Regions from separate parts of the Sus scrofa genome. Here regions 1, 2, 3 and 5 are each linked to region 4. A link is a contact called in public HiChIP or PLAC-seq data. All regions are on one chromosome and are shown on one strand. The core of a region is the stretch at or near the end of the contact, and the rest is flanking DNA. Distances in the headings are between cores, read along the strand shown. Region 1 holds the start of SFMBT1 (scm-like with four MBT domains protein 1). Region 2 has its middle 37 kb from the start of PRKCD. Region 3 overlaps SFMBT1 (scm-like with four MBT domains protein 1). Region 4 overlaps NEK4 (serine/threonine-protein kinase Nek4). Region 5 overlaps RFT1 (protein RFT1 homolog).

Evidence for each region. HiChIP or PLAC-seq counts read pairs in DNA pulled down with a chosen protein or histone mark.
Region 1: an H3K27ac HiChIP or PLAC-seq map of alveolar macrophages shows a contact between it and region 4. The contact joins the promoter of SFMBT1 here to the enhancer-like site in region 4. A contact is called at or near these places in 1 of 5 promoter capture datasets (liver), 26 of 47 Hi-C or Micro-C datasets (adipocytes, adipose tissue, alveolar macrophages and 17 more) and 2 of 2 datasets of contacts at active chromatin or transcription factors (alveolar macrophages and skeletal muscle).
Region 2: an H3K27ac HiChIP or PLAC-seq map of alveolar macrophages shows a contact between it and region 4. The contact joins two enhancer-like sites. A contact is called at or near these places in 2 of 47 Hi-C or Micro-C datasets (embryonic fibroblasts and retroperitoneal adipose tissue) and 1 of 2 datasets of contacts at active chromatin or transcription factors (alveolar macrophages).
Region 3: an H3K27ac HiChIP or PLAC-seq map of alveolar macrophages shows a contact between it and region 4. The contact joins two enhancer-like sites. A contact is called at or near these places in 1 of 47 Hi-C or Micro-C datasets (embryonic fibroblasts) and 1 of 2 datasets of contacts at active chromatin or transcription factors (alveolar macrophages).
Region 5: an H3K27ac HiChIP or PLAC-seq map of alveolar macrophages shows a contact between it and region 4. The contact joins two enhancer-like sites. A contact is called at or near these places in 1 of 47 Hi-C or Micro-C datasets (embryonic fibroblasts) and 1 of 2 datasets of contacts at active chromatin or transcription factors (alveolar macrophages).

The regions. Positions count from the first base shown.
Region 1 is chr13:35,179,741-35,182,440 of Sscrofa11.1, forward strand. SFMBT1 (scm-like with four MBT domains protein 1) reads right to left here and starts at 1,334. Exons shown (of 22, transcript XM_021068955.1): 1 at 820-1,334.
Region 2 is chr13:35,326,716-35,329,415 of Sscrofa11.1, forward strand. No RefSeq gene overlaps it. Among named protein-coding and RNA genes, the nearest start is that of PRKCD, 37 kb to the left of the region's middle. Within about 2 kb of position 1,251, at least 8 of the 83 cell types and tissues checked have an H3K27ac peak or open chromatin away from gene starts, as enhancers often do. A contact at or near this core is called in alveolar macrophages, where this site is marked.
Region 3 is chr13:35,156,165-35,158,864 of Sscrofa11.1, forward strand. The region is part of intron 1 of SFMBT1 (scm-like with four MBT domains protein 1); the gene reads right to left. Among named protein-coding and RNA genes, the nearest start is that of SFMBT1, 24 kb to the right of the region's middle. Within about 2 kb of position 1,302, at least 2 of the 83 cell types and tissues checked have an H3K27ac peak or open chromatin away from gene starts, as enhancers often do. A contact at or near this core is called in alveolar macrophages, where this site is marked.
Region 4 is chr13:34,865,377-34,868,076 of Sscrofa11.1, forward strand. NEK4 (serine/threonine-protein kinase Nek4) reads right to left here. Exons shown (of 18, transcript XM_021068940.1): 13 at 1,665-1,774; 14 at 490-578. Among named protein-coding and RNA genes, the nearest start is that of ITIH1, 26 kb to the right of the region's middle. Within about 2 kb of position 1,260, at least 1 of the 83 cell types and tissues checked has an H3K27ac peak or open chromatin away from gene starts, as enhancers often do. A contact at or near this core is called in alveolar macrophages, where this site is marked.
Region 5 is chr13:35,233,984-35,236,683 of Sscrofa11.1, forward strand. All of the region lies in intron 6 of RFT1 (protein RFT1 homolog), which reads right to left. Among named protein-coding and RNA genes, the nearest start is that of RFT1, 22 kb to the right of the region's middle. Within about 2 kb of position 1,303, at least 12 of the 83 cell types and tissues checked have an H3K27ac peak or open chromatin away from gene starts, as enhancers often do. A contact at or near this core is called in alveolar macrophages, where this site is marked.

The DNA.
Region 1 (2,700 bases), core at 84-2,583, 310 kb after region 4:
CCGCGCGCCCGCCGGCCGCCGGCTCCCGGCGGATTTTCGTTGGCAAAGTTGCGCGGCCGCCTAGAAGGGGCCAGCAGGCAGTCCCCAGTCCCCGCGCCGCCGCCGCCCCTTCAGGCCGCCGCGCGGGAAGGCCCAGCCGGCAGCCCCGCTTTTTTACCTGCCGGGAGTTTTCGCGCGCTCGCTCTCTCAATAGCTCGCTTTTCCCCTCTCGCGCTCGTTTTCTTTCTTTCTTTCCTTCTTTTCGTTCGCCCGCGCGGACGCTTTTTCCGTTCGCGCCGCCTGCGCTCGCCCGCTCGCGCCCTCCTTCCTGCTGGGCTCCGCGGAGCGGGGCGGCAGGCAGCTCTCCCCGCCCCCCTCCACCCGCGCTCCGGCGGAGGCGGCGGCCGCGGCGCTCCGCACTCCGACTCATTCCAATATGGCACGGGCGCAGGGCGCATGCGCCCGCGCCCCCCCCACCATCCGCGCTCCTCCCGGCAGCCGGCGCCCCTCGCGCCGCGCGTGTGGCGCCCCCCGGCCCGGCCTCTCCAAGCCCTCCCGCGCGTCTGCCCGCCCCGCGGGACCTGTGCCGGAGGCGAGGCGACTGCAGACTTAAGTCCTGGGGGTCCAGAGCCACCCGCCGCCGCCGCCCGGCATGCTCCAGCCCACAACTTGCCCTGGACACCCCCTGGGCCGTGGCACAGGGCACGCGGTGGCGCCTCCCGCCCCCGACGGCGCTACAGCCCGGCGCGTTGGGGCCCCGACGGAGAAACGCGCCTCCCAGGACCCAGCGCCCACGCTGCCCCTGCTCGGACCCACGAGGGAAGGGCCCCCTCACCTCACCTCGGGTTGGATGGAACCCCGGGAACCAGGTGGCGTCCCGATGTCGGTTTTGGCGTTCGGGCCGGGGCGAAGCGCGATGCTGTCGTCCGCACGTGACAGCCTCTGGCAAGATGGCATTAGCGCAGGAACGCACCGAGCGGCGGCCTGAGCCCAGTTAGGCGCGTGTCGCCGCGGGAGAAGGCTGCGTCCGCCCGCCTGGCCCACGTCCGGGATCTGGCGCACCCTTGAGACCTGGGAGGGCACCTAACTGCCCCCTGACTGCGAAGTCAGACCGGAGCCCCGCGGCGCACCCGGTATTTCTAGGCTTCCGCAGGAGGCGCCCTGTAAATCCGAGTTTTCCTGCCGCTCGGGGCCCTGGCGAGGTGGCAAGAGACGGCTGTCTAAATCGGGCGGGAGAGCAGGGCCCCGGGGTCGAGACAGTAGCTCCTTAGTGACTATGAACCGGCCCCGCAACCCGAGGTGCCCACTTGCGGTTTACTTCTCCGAGCTCGTTCGCCCCTTACCCACCGAACACAGGTGCTGGTGGGACACTCGCCCGTCCCCACCTGCTCTGGAAGAGAGAAGGAAGTGCCCGAGCCTCGGAGACCTGGGAGTGCTCGGACTCCCGGTCCTGAGAGGAGGGCTCCGATGGGCGCTGATCACTGCTGCCTTTCAAGGTGGAGGAGTCATCCCCACCGCAAGGAATTCAGGGGTGCCAAATGCGGTTCAAGTCTGCGCTGGGAAATAATACCCCACTTTACAGAGTTGCTCACAGGCACGCTGCTGGCTGGATATTTTAACTGCCCCTGAAAAGACAATATGACAGCCAGGGAGGAAGAAAAATGCAAAAAGAGTAAAGTAGTATCCATAATACATGAAACTTTTCACACATTAAACCTTCCACCCACCTACACGTCTTTACATAGTAGCAACCACACATTGTCTTTTGTGTTTGCTACCATCACTAACATTTTTCTTTTGTTCACATGATGCATTTTTAATGTGTGCAGATATCTTCATCCATTCAGTCAGTCTCCTACCATTGCCTATTTTGGTTCCTTACAATTGTTTACTAACACATCCCTTAGTTCTGCCTTTGGGATAGATTCCTGGCAGTTAAATACCCAGATGAAAGGCTAAGCAAGGAAGGGCGAGGTGGGCTTGCCCCACAGTGCCAGAGGACTTACCAAAGAGCTGCTGCCCTACTCATTCTCCACCTCCCAGGAACAAGTGTAAAGAGTTTAATACACATTTCTAAGCCTTGGGTACCATCTTTTTTCTCCCCTATTTTAGCAGTGTCTGTTGGTAGTTCAAGGTTACTTCAGTATTTCTCAGTAAATGTTTATCCCTGCATTTACTATCTGTATTTCCCTTCTATAAATGATCTGTTCATGTCTATTCATCTTTTGGGGACTTGAACCTCTTCTAACTTCGAATAAGCATTTTTTTATGTTATATTGTTCCTATGTTGTCAGTGATCCAAAGTGACAGTCCATTGTTCTTTTTTTGTTTTATTCAATCTGTCATGCTAGTCTCTTGTGATTTTTTTAATTGCTCCAATGCTGATGAAGCGAGCTTTCTTCCACCCATCTGATAGTGTATTTTTCCACTGATTTTCTACAATTTTATTTATTTACTTAGTCTTTTTTGACCACTCCTGGCATTTGGAGTTCCAGGGCCAAGGATCAGATCCAAGCCCCAGTTGCAACCTAAGCCACAGCTGCAGCAACACTGGATCCTTAACCCACTGTGCCAGCCCTGGGATTGAACCTGTGTCCTAGGGCTCCCAAGATGCCACCAATCCCATTGCACTACAGCAGAAACTCTTGCACAATTTAATTTTATATTTAATTATTTGGCAATTATCCATGATAAGTTTATTTTGCCATGTGGTATCAAATA
Region 2 (2,700 bases), core at 1-2,500, 460 kb after region 4:
TCTTGTCTCTGTGGCAGCACTGGTTGGATCTTTGGCCTGGCACAGTGGGTTAAAGATCCCGTGTTGCTGCAACTGGTTGGCAACATAGGTTGCAGCTGTGGCTCAGATTCAGTCTTTGGCCTGGGAACTTCTGTATGCTGCAGGTGTGGCCAGAAACAAAACCAAACCAAAAACAAACAAACGACAACCGAAAATGCGTCCACCCTGTGGTGCAGGATGTGTCCAGAGATGAAGAGTTGATTACAAGGCACCTCTGACTCTCCAGCCCAAATTGCCTCACTTCACAGAGGAGATGTAGTTGTCCCTTAAGCATCCTGATGGGGACTTCCAGCCTGGCCATGTGGCCTGGTGGCCAGACAGTTTAACAGTTAGGGATTTTATTGACTTTGTTTCTTCAGAGGAAGGATTCTGGACCTAGAAATACTCGGCTTCAATGTAGGACTTGCATTTTCTTAAGCTACGGGTTTCTGTCTGGGTTGGCATCTGGAAAAAAGGGCTGATGGTCCTGAACGGAATGAGAAAAGCAATGATGTTTTGGTGCACTGGCCGTTCTCATTACTTTGCTTTTTCTCTTGAGAGTTCTCCACAAACTTCCTTCCTCCTTTTCCATCTGAGCTTCTTCCTCCTTTTATGGGGGCCTGACCTAATGCCATGTCATGTAAATTAAGGGAGGGTGATTGAATTAAAGTTGGCTTTCTTGATTCTGCAGGAGGCAGGCGGCAGACAGATTTAAAGTTGTAGTGTTGTGCAGGAAGGGGTCATTGACCTCGGAGACTTTTTTTCTTTTTTAATTTTATTTATTTATTTATTTATTTGTCTTTTTGTTATTTCTTGGGCCGCTCCCGCGGCATATGGAAGTTCCCAGGCTAGGGGTCGAATCGGAGCTGTAGCCACCGGCCTAAGCCAGAGCCACAGCAACGCGGGATCCGAGCCGCGTCTGCAACCTACACCACAGCTCACGGCAACGCCGGATCGTTAACCCACTGAGCAAGGGCAGGGACCGAACCCTCAACCTCATGGTTCCTAGTCGGATTCCTTAACCACTGCGCCACGACGGGAACTCCTGACCTCGGAGACTTTGAGAGAGAAATACATCCCTCTGTAGGGCACCTTACTGTGCTTAGAGGGTGAGGAGGAAGGAAAACAGGCTGGCAAGTGCTCAAGGACAGCACAGCCCCTGGCAGGAGAGCGAGGCAAGAGGAAGGGCTGAGTGTTGGTGTTAGAGGGGACAGCCACTAGAGGGCACCAGAGCACCCTCTGAGCCCATCTGCAGCTCTCTGGCGCCACCTCCAGGTGCAAAGACAGAGTTGGGGATGGGCTTGGCAGATCTCTTTGATGTGCCCTGAGAGAAGGGTAGGTTACACAGCCACCCTTGACTCTCCAGTCCAAACTGCCTCGCCTGACAGAGGCAACTAGTTCTGCTTTCTCATTTGATGGGGCACTTCCAGCATGGTCTTATGGCCGAGTGGAGAGACATTTTAAGAGGCTGTGCAGGGTCTGACTGCGTTTTGATTCTCCAGAGGCAGGAATCTACCCAGTAATACCTGTCTTGACTCTTATCCTTGCAGTTTTCAAGCTGCAGGTTTGTGTGAGCACTGGCATCTGGAAACTGGGCGTGGTGGTCTTGAAAGTGGAGTGTGTAGAAGTGGTGGTACTTTGGTGGGCAGCCTTTGCTCAACCCTGTGTCCTTTTTCTTGAGAATCCTCCCCAAAGTTTGTCCTTTTTCCATCTGAGCTTCTACCTTCTGTCTTTGACCCCTGCTGGTGGAATCTGACCTAAAACCAGGTCACATGAATTAAAGACGACTGTTTAATTTAAAGCTGGTCACATGACATAAAGTGGCTGATTAACTTAAAGTAATGGGCTTGAGTAGGGAGTGATGAGTGCCCTGGGAGACTCTGAGAGAGAAATACCCACTTCAGTTAAGGATCTGGTGTTGCCGTGAGCTGTGGTGTAGGTCACAGATGTGGCTCAGTAGCTACAGCTCTGATTAGACCCCTAGCCTGGGAACCTCCATATGCCACGGATGAGGCCCTAGAAAAGACAAGAAGACAAAAAAAAAAAAAAAAAAAAAAGACAGAAAGAAATACCCACTTCTGTAGGGCACTTCATTATGCTTAAGGGAGAGGAGGAGCTAAATCAGCCTGGCAGGTACTTAAGGCCAGCATAGCACCGGGACTGGGGAGGGAGACTGGAAGAAGGGCTGAGAGTTGTTAGAGCAGATGGTTGCTAGAGGGCGCCAGAGCACACAGCAGAGCCCACCTGCAGCTTCATGCCGCACCACCAGCTCAGAGACAGTGTTGGATATGAGGTTGGCAGAACCCCAGTGTGACCAGAGTGGAGGGGTTGGTTACAGGGTGCCTCAGACTCTCTGGCCCAAATTGCCTCACCTCACACAGGAGACATGATTCTGCCTTCCCCATTTGATGGGGTGCTTCCAGCTTGGTCAGGTGGCCCAGTCCCCAGACACTTTAACAGGCTGTCTGTGGTGACTTCCATTTGATTCTCTAAAGGGAGGTCTCTGAACCCAGAAATACTTGGCTTGGATCTTGTCCTTGTAGTTTTCAAGCTGTAGGTTTGCTTGGGCATTGGCATCTGAAAAGCTTGGCTGGTGGTTGTGAATGGAGGTTGGAAATGAAAGGTATTTTGATGGTGGGCTGTGCTTATCCCTTTGCCTTTTCTCTCCCAAAGTTCCTTTTT
Region 3 (2,700 bases), core at 52-2,551, 290 kb after region 4:
CATAGCACAGAAAACTCCACCCAGTATTCTGTGATATTCCATGTGGGAAAAGAATCTGATAGAGAATGGCTATGTATATATATGCATGACTGGGTCACTTTCCTGTACAACAGAAATTATCGCAAACTTGTAAATTCACTACACTTCAATAAAACTTAAAAAAAAAAGTCAGGGGCTGGCCCCTGAATCTCGCTGGAATTCACATCAATAGAAATTTGTACAGGACTCCTACCAGGTTTGAGAATATAACTGGCCAAAGAAAATGTAATAATCGCAAGTTAACATTCTGCAATAGTCAATATAGGGGAAAACTAGTGTTTAACATGCTGGGGTTATAAAAATTTTAATACATAAAAATAGCAAATGACAAACACATAAGCACTCAGCCTAATAATCTCCCTCAGCAATTAAAGAGCAAATTAGAGGAGCTCAACAGATAAAGTAAAAAGTTTGGGGCACATTTAGGATACACTGTAATTCTTGACAAGCTAGATGCTTATGGACACAAGTTAACAGTTTCCCTTGCATCCCCATGTCCTGACTGCTGCTCACCCCAATTCCAGGCAGGGCTCATTGAGCCTGCCCACAATCCCAGCTATAACAACCCACAGATCACTGTGGCTCATTCTTTGCTTCTATTACTCTCAAAGAGGAAGAGTTGGTGGGAACCTCACCAAAATCAAACAGCTTTAGGAGGAAGCAGTACTAAAGATAAAGACTTAGAAAGGGATTTGAAAAGGAAAGTTCAGGGTTATTTTCTTATTTCACACTGGGCCTTTCCCTGATTAAAAACTAAAATATTTTAAGTCTGACCAAGTCTTACACTACCAATATGATATATGAGTAAGCATTCAGAAATCACTCATTCCCTGACCTCTACTTCCACAAAAATTATTCCACAAAAACCACTTCTCATAATAACACTCTAGGAGTTCTCGCTGTGGCACAACAGGATTGGTGGCATCTCTAGAGCAATGGGATGAAGGTTTGATTCCCCACCCAGCACGGTGAGTTAAGAATCCAGTGTCGCCACAGCTGCAGAATAGGTTGCAACTGTGGCTTGGATCTGATCCCTGACCCAGGAACCCCATATGCCACCAGGGAGCCAAAAAAGAAAATAATAACACCCCAAAAAGATGTTAGCCCCTTCTCCCATCTCTGTCAAAATATCTTTTATACGACACACTTTGCACCTTTTTGACACCACTTAAACAATAACCAGTCCATATCATACCTTATCCCAGTACTATAAGCTTCTCAAGGGCAAGGAACTTCCTCAACTTTGCATTCCCTAAACTCCTGGCACCACTGCTTCATAAAGCTTGCTAAATAAATTTCTATGGTAACAGATCATGGGACCTCCAGTTCACTAAAGAGGGAAAAAACCCACAACTTTCTAAAGCAGCAATAACATTCCTGCCTCTAGGGAGGGGTACTGTAATTTTTACAAGGGAAGGAAATTCAGTGCCCACCTTCAGCCTTGAGGTCAGTACTGCTGACTAGTCCTACTGTGCACGCTGGCCAATCAGGAGTGCCTTTCTCACCTGAGAGGGCATTAAAGTAGAGCTCCTATGTGAATTTATTAGGCATTATCCACAGGCAACTCGCTTGCTCAACAGTCCTCTTCGAAACCTCTGATGTTAAAGCAAGACTTCAAACTATTGTTTCTTCCACCTGTTCTTTAAACAATGAATGGTCCAACTTGTCAGGCTGCCCTGCTGTTTACAACACTTTTCACAATACAAGGAACTTGATTAACCCTAACTGCCTGCTGATTTCCATACCTCTTTTTTGGATCACTTTCTTTTCTTTTTGGCTGTACCTGCAGCATGTGAAAGTTCCCAAGCCAAGGATCAAACTCATGTCACAGCAGCCAGTGCAGTAACAACATCATATCCTTAACCCACTGTGTCACAAGGGAACTCCTCAGATCACTTTCTGAAAGCACCTTGTCAACTCATAGAACTTCTTTTTTGCCATAATACACAATATTGTTTCTTTGTACAAGTTGCATCCTTTCATGGGTCAAAACTATTCACTAGAACATAAAATAAATGGCAGAAAGAATGTCACAGTATAGCAAACACATTTGACCCAGGAAAGACCACCAGTGCACTCAATGGCCGCAAGCCCTAGTGTTCACGGACCAGCAGTGCCCGTCTGCCACTGTATCAGTATGTGGGCCCTCTGAGCAACTGACAACAACCCTGGGTTAGGAATACACTACCGTTAACTGTTGACCATTTTTTGAGGAAAATATTTTACAGGCAATGGCAGTATGAAGAGGAGATGCTGATGCAGGTATGAATGTATGCTCTCAGGGAGTGTTCTGAAGTTCTTCCAGTAAAGAGTAAGAACTAAGAACTGAGATACTGAGATAAAATAACACTGTAAGATTCAACTACATAATACATCAAGATTCCAAGTTTCTTTAGAAGTTACTATACTGGAACTAGGGTACTGTATTTAAAATACCTTACCAAGCGGCTCAGATAAAAAAATCAACTTAAAAAAAATTTAGCTGTATTACTGCCAATGAACAAAAGAACACAAAAAAACTTCCAGAATGTGATATAATGTGTTAGCCAATCCATGCTGCTGCAATTTTCTCAAAACCAAAACACAGGAGCTCCTGCTATGGCACAATGGGATTGGTGGCATCTTGGGAGCACCAGGACACAGGTTCAATCCCCGACCCAG
Region 4 (2,700 bases), core at 10-2,509:
GTTGCTGTGGTGTACACTGCTGCCTATGGCTTGTATCTGACCCCTAGCCTGGGAACTTCCAAACGTTGCAGGTAGAGCCTGAAAAAGACTAACAAATAACGATACAGCAATAGAATCTACAAAAAACAGAGAAAAAAAGGTCTAAAAAATGAACATCATCAGTGAGATATGGGACAACTTTAAGCAATCTAATTTACATGTTTGTCACATCCTCAAGAGGGCAAGAAGGGGTCCAAAAATATACTTGAAGAAATAATGGCCAAACTGTTTCTACTGATGAAAACTATAAACACAGAGCTAAGAAGATACTTTATGAGAATTCTGACTGAAAAACAGATGTGTTCAGTAGAAGAGACTTTTAGCTCTAGCATATACCATTTACAACATTATCAATGACAGTACTGCAGGTCTGAATTCTATTATAAATGTATATTTAGGATTAATTCAAACAAACAGTTTATGAAGGGAGATAGAAAAATAAGAACTTACTGTTCCCTGGAATCCCCATCTGATTTATCAGTTGAACTTGTAGAAGAACTTAACTCATCCTCAGAGAGACAATGGGTGAGTTTCCTTTCCTATTTATGTTTGGAAAAACAAAATTCCACATGACAACACAACCAGAATGTAATACACAAAAGAATCTTAGATGCAGTGTCTAGATACAATGTGCACCTAGGTTCAATTTAACACTAGAACAAATGAATATAAAAATTGAAGTTACTCTACCCAAATGGTGTCCCAGGTCACCCTTGAAGTTCATAAGTGAAGCCTGAGGAACTTTAAAGTGAAGTTTTATAAAGCTCTGAAACATCTCAGCTATGGTATTTCCTTTCCAGAGGAGAGTGGACAAATAGTTCTGGTGTTTCAATCTCTAAGCAGAAGGCTGGTACCATAAGCAATACTAGCATTTTAAACTAGACAGAATATCACCTAAAAAAAGTAATCTCTGCCTGCTCATTTAAAGCACTATTAAATGCTTTAAAGGATTATTTGATACTATACACACAAACCCTACAACTTTGTAAAATAAAGAGGATCTTCTTAATTAGTGAAACAACTAAATCACAGACTGTTGTGAAAGAAAAAACTTCATTTCAAGGGAAGGAAGCTTCCCTTTTTTTAAAAAAAAAATAACATACTTCAAGAAATAACATCAAAAACTGGAATACAGAAAAGTAGATAATTATTCCTATGGTATTATTACACAGAGAAGCAAATATGGGGTTGAAAACCTTACAATTACTTATTCAGCCACCAGATGGTGCCCCTATATCATCCCTAGGTGGAAAGGTAAGCTACTATGACAAACTGGAAACCAAGGAAGGATCAGCAAGTAAAGCAAATATCTGGCCATGCTGTTTGGTGCATTATTAACACAGTAGAAGAAACAAAGTGTTGCCTAGCGGAAGCCCTTTGGAAGTCTTATTTAAAAGACTAAGAAAGATATTAACTACGTCACCCACTGTCTATAAGAGCGCCTGAAAAATTCATTCCTTAATGAAGCAAATAAAATTCTTTTAATTATCAAAGGAAGCGTGAAAAGTGTAACTTACGCCAGTGCTGCCCTAGAAATAAACTGAGCTGGCATTTATGAGGTTTACTGTATTAGGCTTGCCAGATGTAGACATATCCACCTTTTCTCTTAGGACTATGTAATGTACCTGGGCGATGCTGCAGTCAGAAGATAACCAGTGAGCAGGGATGGGATGGCCTTCCTCTTGTGGTTTCCCTGGCTCCAATGGACTCAAAGAAGCTCTCCTCACTGAAGGGCCTGAAAAAGTGATCAGCCCCAGAGGCTGTTTATAGTGGGCTGGCCTAAACAGAAGAGGGCTTTGCACTGGGTACGGAAGATAACCCAGCAAGGGCCAACCTAGAAGGAACTCAGACAGCATATTCATCATCATTCGTGTCTGATACCTTGGCTCATATCTCAGCTCTAGGTCTACCAGCCCTGTGACCTTGGGCAAATTACTTAACCCTGCTGAGCTTCAGACTCCTCAGCTGCAAAGAGATAATGCCCTTCTGACAATCAAAGTAAGAATGTTAGGAATAGGAATAATCATGGCCCTTAGTCCAAGGCATCACCATTCTCCTGACTTCCTCCCCTCTGTTCTTGAGAAGAGAGCACGTCTTTAGAGTTCCCGTTGTGGTTTAGTGGGTTAAGAACCTGACTAGTACCCATGAGGATGCAGGTTTGCTCCACGACCTCGATCAAAGGGTTAAGGACCTGGCGTTGCCCAAAGGTACAGTGTAGGTTGCAGATGCAGTTCGGATCCTGCATTTCTGTGGCTGTGATGTAGGCCGGCAGCTGCAGCTCCAATTCGACCCCTGGCTTGGAACTTCCATATGCCACAGGTGCAGCCATAAAAAGAAAAAAGAAAATAAAAGAGAGAGCACTTCTTTGACCAACAGACTCTGAACATGGAAACAGATTAAACACTCACCAGGCTTATTTCCTGTCTGAGATCTCCCAGGAGTTACTGCCATTCAAAGCCTTCTTGCTCTCTTTTTAGTATCCTGTCCTTTAATAATACAAGTTCCAGATCCAACACTATGCTGATTTTGTTTTAAAGGCTTGACAAGGAAATTTCAAAAATTCTTCCAAATTAGTTTCCCAAATAGATTACTGATGCTCAAAATTCTTAACAATCAGTACCAATGTTATGTCTAAGAACTATATCAACAAGCTCCAAAAAG
Region 5 (2,700 bases), core at 53-2,552, 370 kb after region 4:
CAGGGGGTTCTTTAGGAGGAAAGAATGAATCACTGGGCCAAGCTCATCCCACCTCTCCAAAAGGTCGACTTTACCTATGGAAGGTGGTCCAAGGCCAGGCCTGGAACCTGTCCTAGTCACATGGGCCCCTGCTCTTGGCCCAAAGCCCATCTGTTCAGAGCAATGCTATTCAGTAGAAATATAATCAGGCCACATACATAATTTTAAATTTTCTAGCAGCCTACAATGAACAGTAAAAAGAAACAGGTAAAATTAATTTAATTTAATTTTTTCTTCTTTTTTGCCATTTCTTGGGCCGCTCCTGGGGCACATGGAAGTTCCCAGGTTAGGGGTCGAATCGGAGCTATAGCCGCCCAGCCTATGACAGAGTCATAGCAATGTGGGATCCGAGCCGCATCTGCAACCTACACCACAGCTCACAGCAACGCTGGATCCTTAACCCACTGAGCAAGGCCAGGGATCGAACCTGCAACCTCATGGTTCCTAGTCGGATTCGTTAACCACTGAGCCACGACGGGAACTTCGGGTAACATTAATTTTAATATACTTGATTTAACCTCAAATATTATCATTGTAACATGAAAAGAAATACTGGAAGAATTTCACATTCTTTTTCTTTTTTTTTTTTTTTGTCTTTTTTGTCTTTTTGTTATTGTTGTTGTTGTTATTGTTGCTATTTCTTGGGCCGCTCCCGCGGCATATGGAGGTTCCCAGGCTAGGGGTCGAATCGGAGCTGTAGCCACCGGCCTACGCCAGAGCCACAGCAACGCGGGATCCGAGCCGCATCTGCAACCTACACCACAGCTCACGGCAATGCCAGATCGTTAACCCACTGAGCAAGGGCAGGGACCGAACCCGCAACCTCATGGTTCCTAGTCGGATTCATTAACCACTACGCCACGACGGGAACTCCCCACATTATTTTTCTATATTAATTCTTTGAAATCCTGTGTGTATTGAGTGCACTTACAGCTCATCTCAATTCCAAATGCTCTGTAGCCACATGTGGCTGGTGTGTACCGTTTAGGACAGGGCAAGTCTAGAGTACCCTTGAAAGCAAGGGTCGTTTCCAGTCCCCAAATCTTCTCACCCCTTGGTTTCAGAACCTTTCTGCCAGATTTGGAGGAAAGTTCTGAACCTTCTTCCCAAACCACACTGCCTTCAACACATCACTGGACCTGGAGCCGATGCCGGGGGTAGCTCTAGTCCAGGAGCAAATTTTCCCCAGTCAGAAGGAAACTGGACATTTCCTTTTTCCAGAACAAAGAGCGCTGGACCTCCCTACACCACTAGGGGGCACTGTGAACCATATCATCCTCATACACTGATCCTGCCCATAGCTGGCTTTGGGGGGAGCCAGAACACAGCATCTTCCCTCTCTCACACTGCCCGTTCCATGCCAGGTGGTCCTCTGAGGGGTGGGGTAGGTCTGAAAAGTAACCATGCTCTTTCTAAAGGAAATGAACAGTTATGGTGGGCCAACAAGGCTGTTGTGAAGCCTACATGCCAGTAGGTTGTGAACTGGTTTGGAAATGTGACCGAGCTCCTTAAAAAAAAAAAAAAGTTCTCTAGGAGAATGAAATCATGACAGGATATCTGATCTGAAAGCTCATACTTGAGCATTCCTTTCTCCTAGTGCCTCCAATTTAATCAGACCCATGGTTTGGAAGGAATGGCCACCCTGCTCACTAACTCCAAAATGCTCAATAAGGACATAAGAGGTAGGAAGTCTGACAGGAGGCTGGGTTTCTTCTCAGAGGCATCTGCTAAGTGCTAGAAAATGAAACACATTCTTTGGGCTTTTACTGTTCTGAATGGATCTGTCATTTGGAAAGGTCAAAAGACGCTGTCTCTTCCACAAGAGCTAAGTTGGTACTGCTGAGCTGGTCTACATGGCTGTGAATTTCTTCAGGATCCCCTGATGCACAAGCCATTCCACTACCTTCCTGTACTGATGGAGAAACTGAGGTATGGATGGGGAAAGGGGATGGGCAGTACCTCTGGAGAAGGTCTGGAACTGGAGCTCAGGGGCTCACTGTGCTTTAACCTGAATCACTCGTTCACTTCCTAAATGCTTCTGACCCAGAATGGTCCAACCAGATGCATATTTACCACATTGATGAGAGTCACTGGGGCCACGGTCTTGCCCCCTGCTCTCCCATCACCACCACACCCTAAGCGGTGCTCCTTCCTCTCCCTCTCACTCCAGAGCTGTCGATTGCCCTGGCTTTGTCCACGGTCCCATTTTCACCCACCAGCCCACTGTCCTCATCACCATGGTACTGCCTCCTTGTGCTCTTCCTCACTTCTAACCTTTTCTAACCTTTTCCAGCCTCCTTGTGGTAGGGTTCAGGCTTTCGAGTCCAGCACAGAGACAGGGGATCGAACTACAGCTCCTCATTTACAGAGTGTGAAGGACATGGTCAAGACACTTAATTTTGCTAAGCTTCAGTTTTCTCAACTGCAAAATGGGATAAGAAGTCCTACCTCCTGAAGCTGGTATAAGGACTGAATGAGACAAAATGAGACATGATAAATCTGTAGCAGATGGGAAGCTCCTCAACACAAGCAGTTAGATCATGGTACTGTTCAAAAACCTTTCATTAGGCTCCACTGCCCTTGAATTACACTCCACAGCACTGAGAACATCATTACTTGGCTGTAGCTCAGCAGCCCAAATAACCTCCTTCCCCTTTTGTT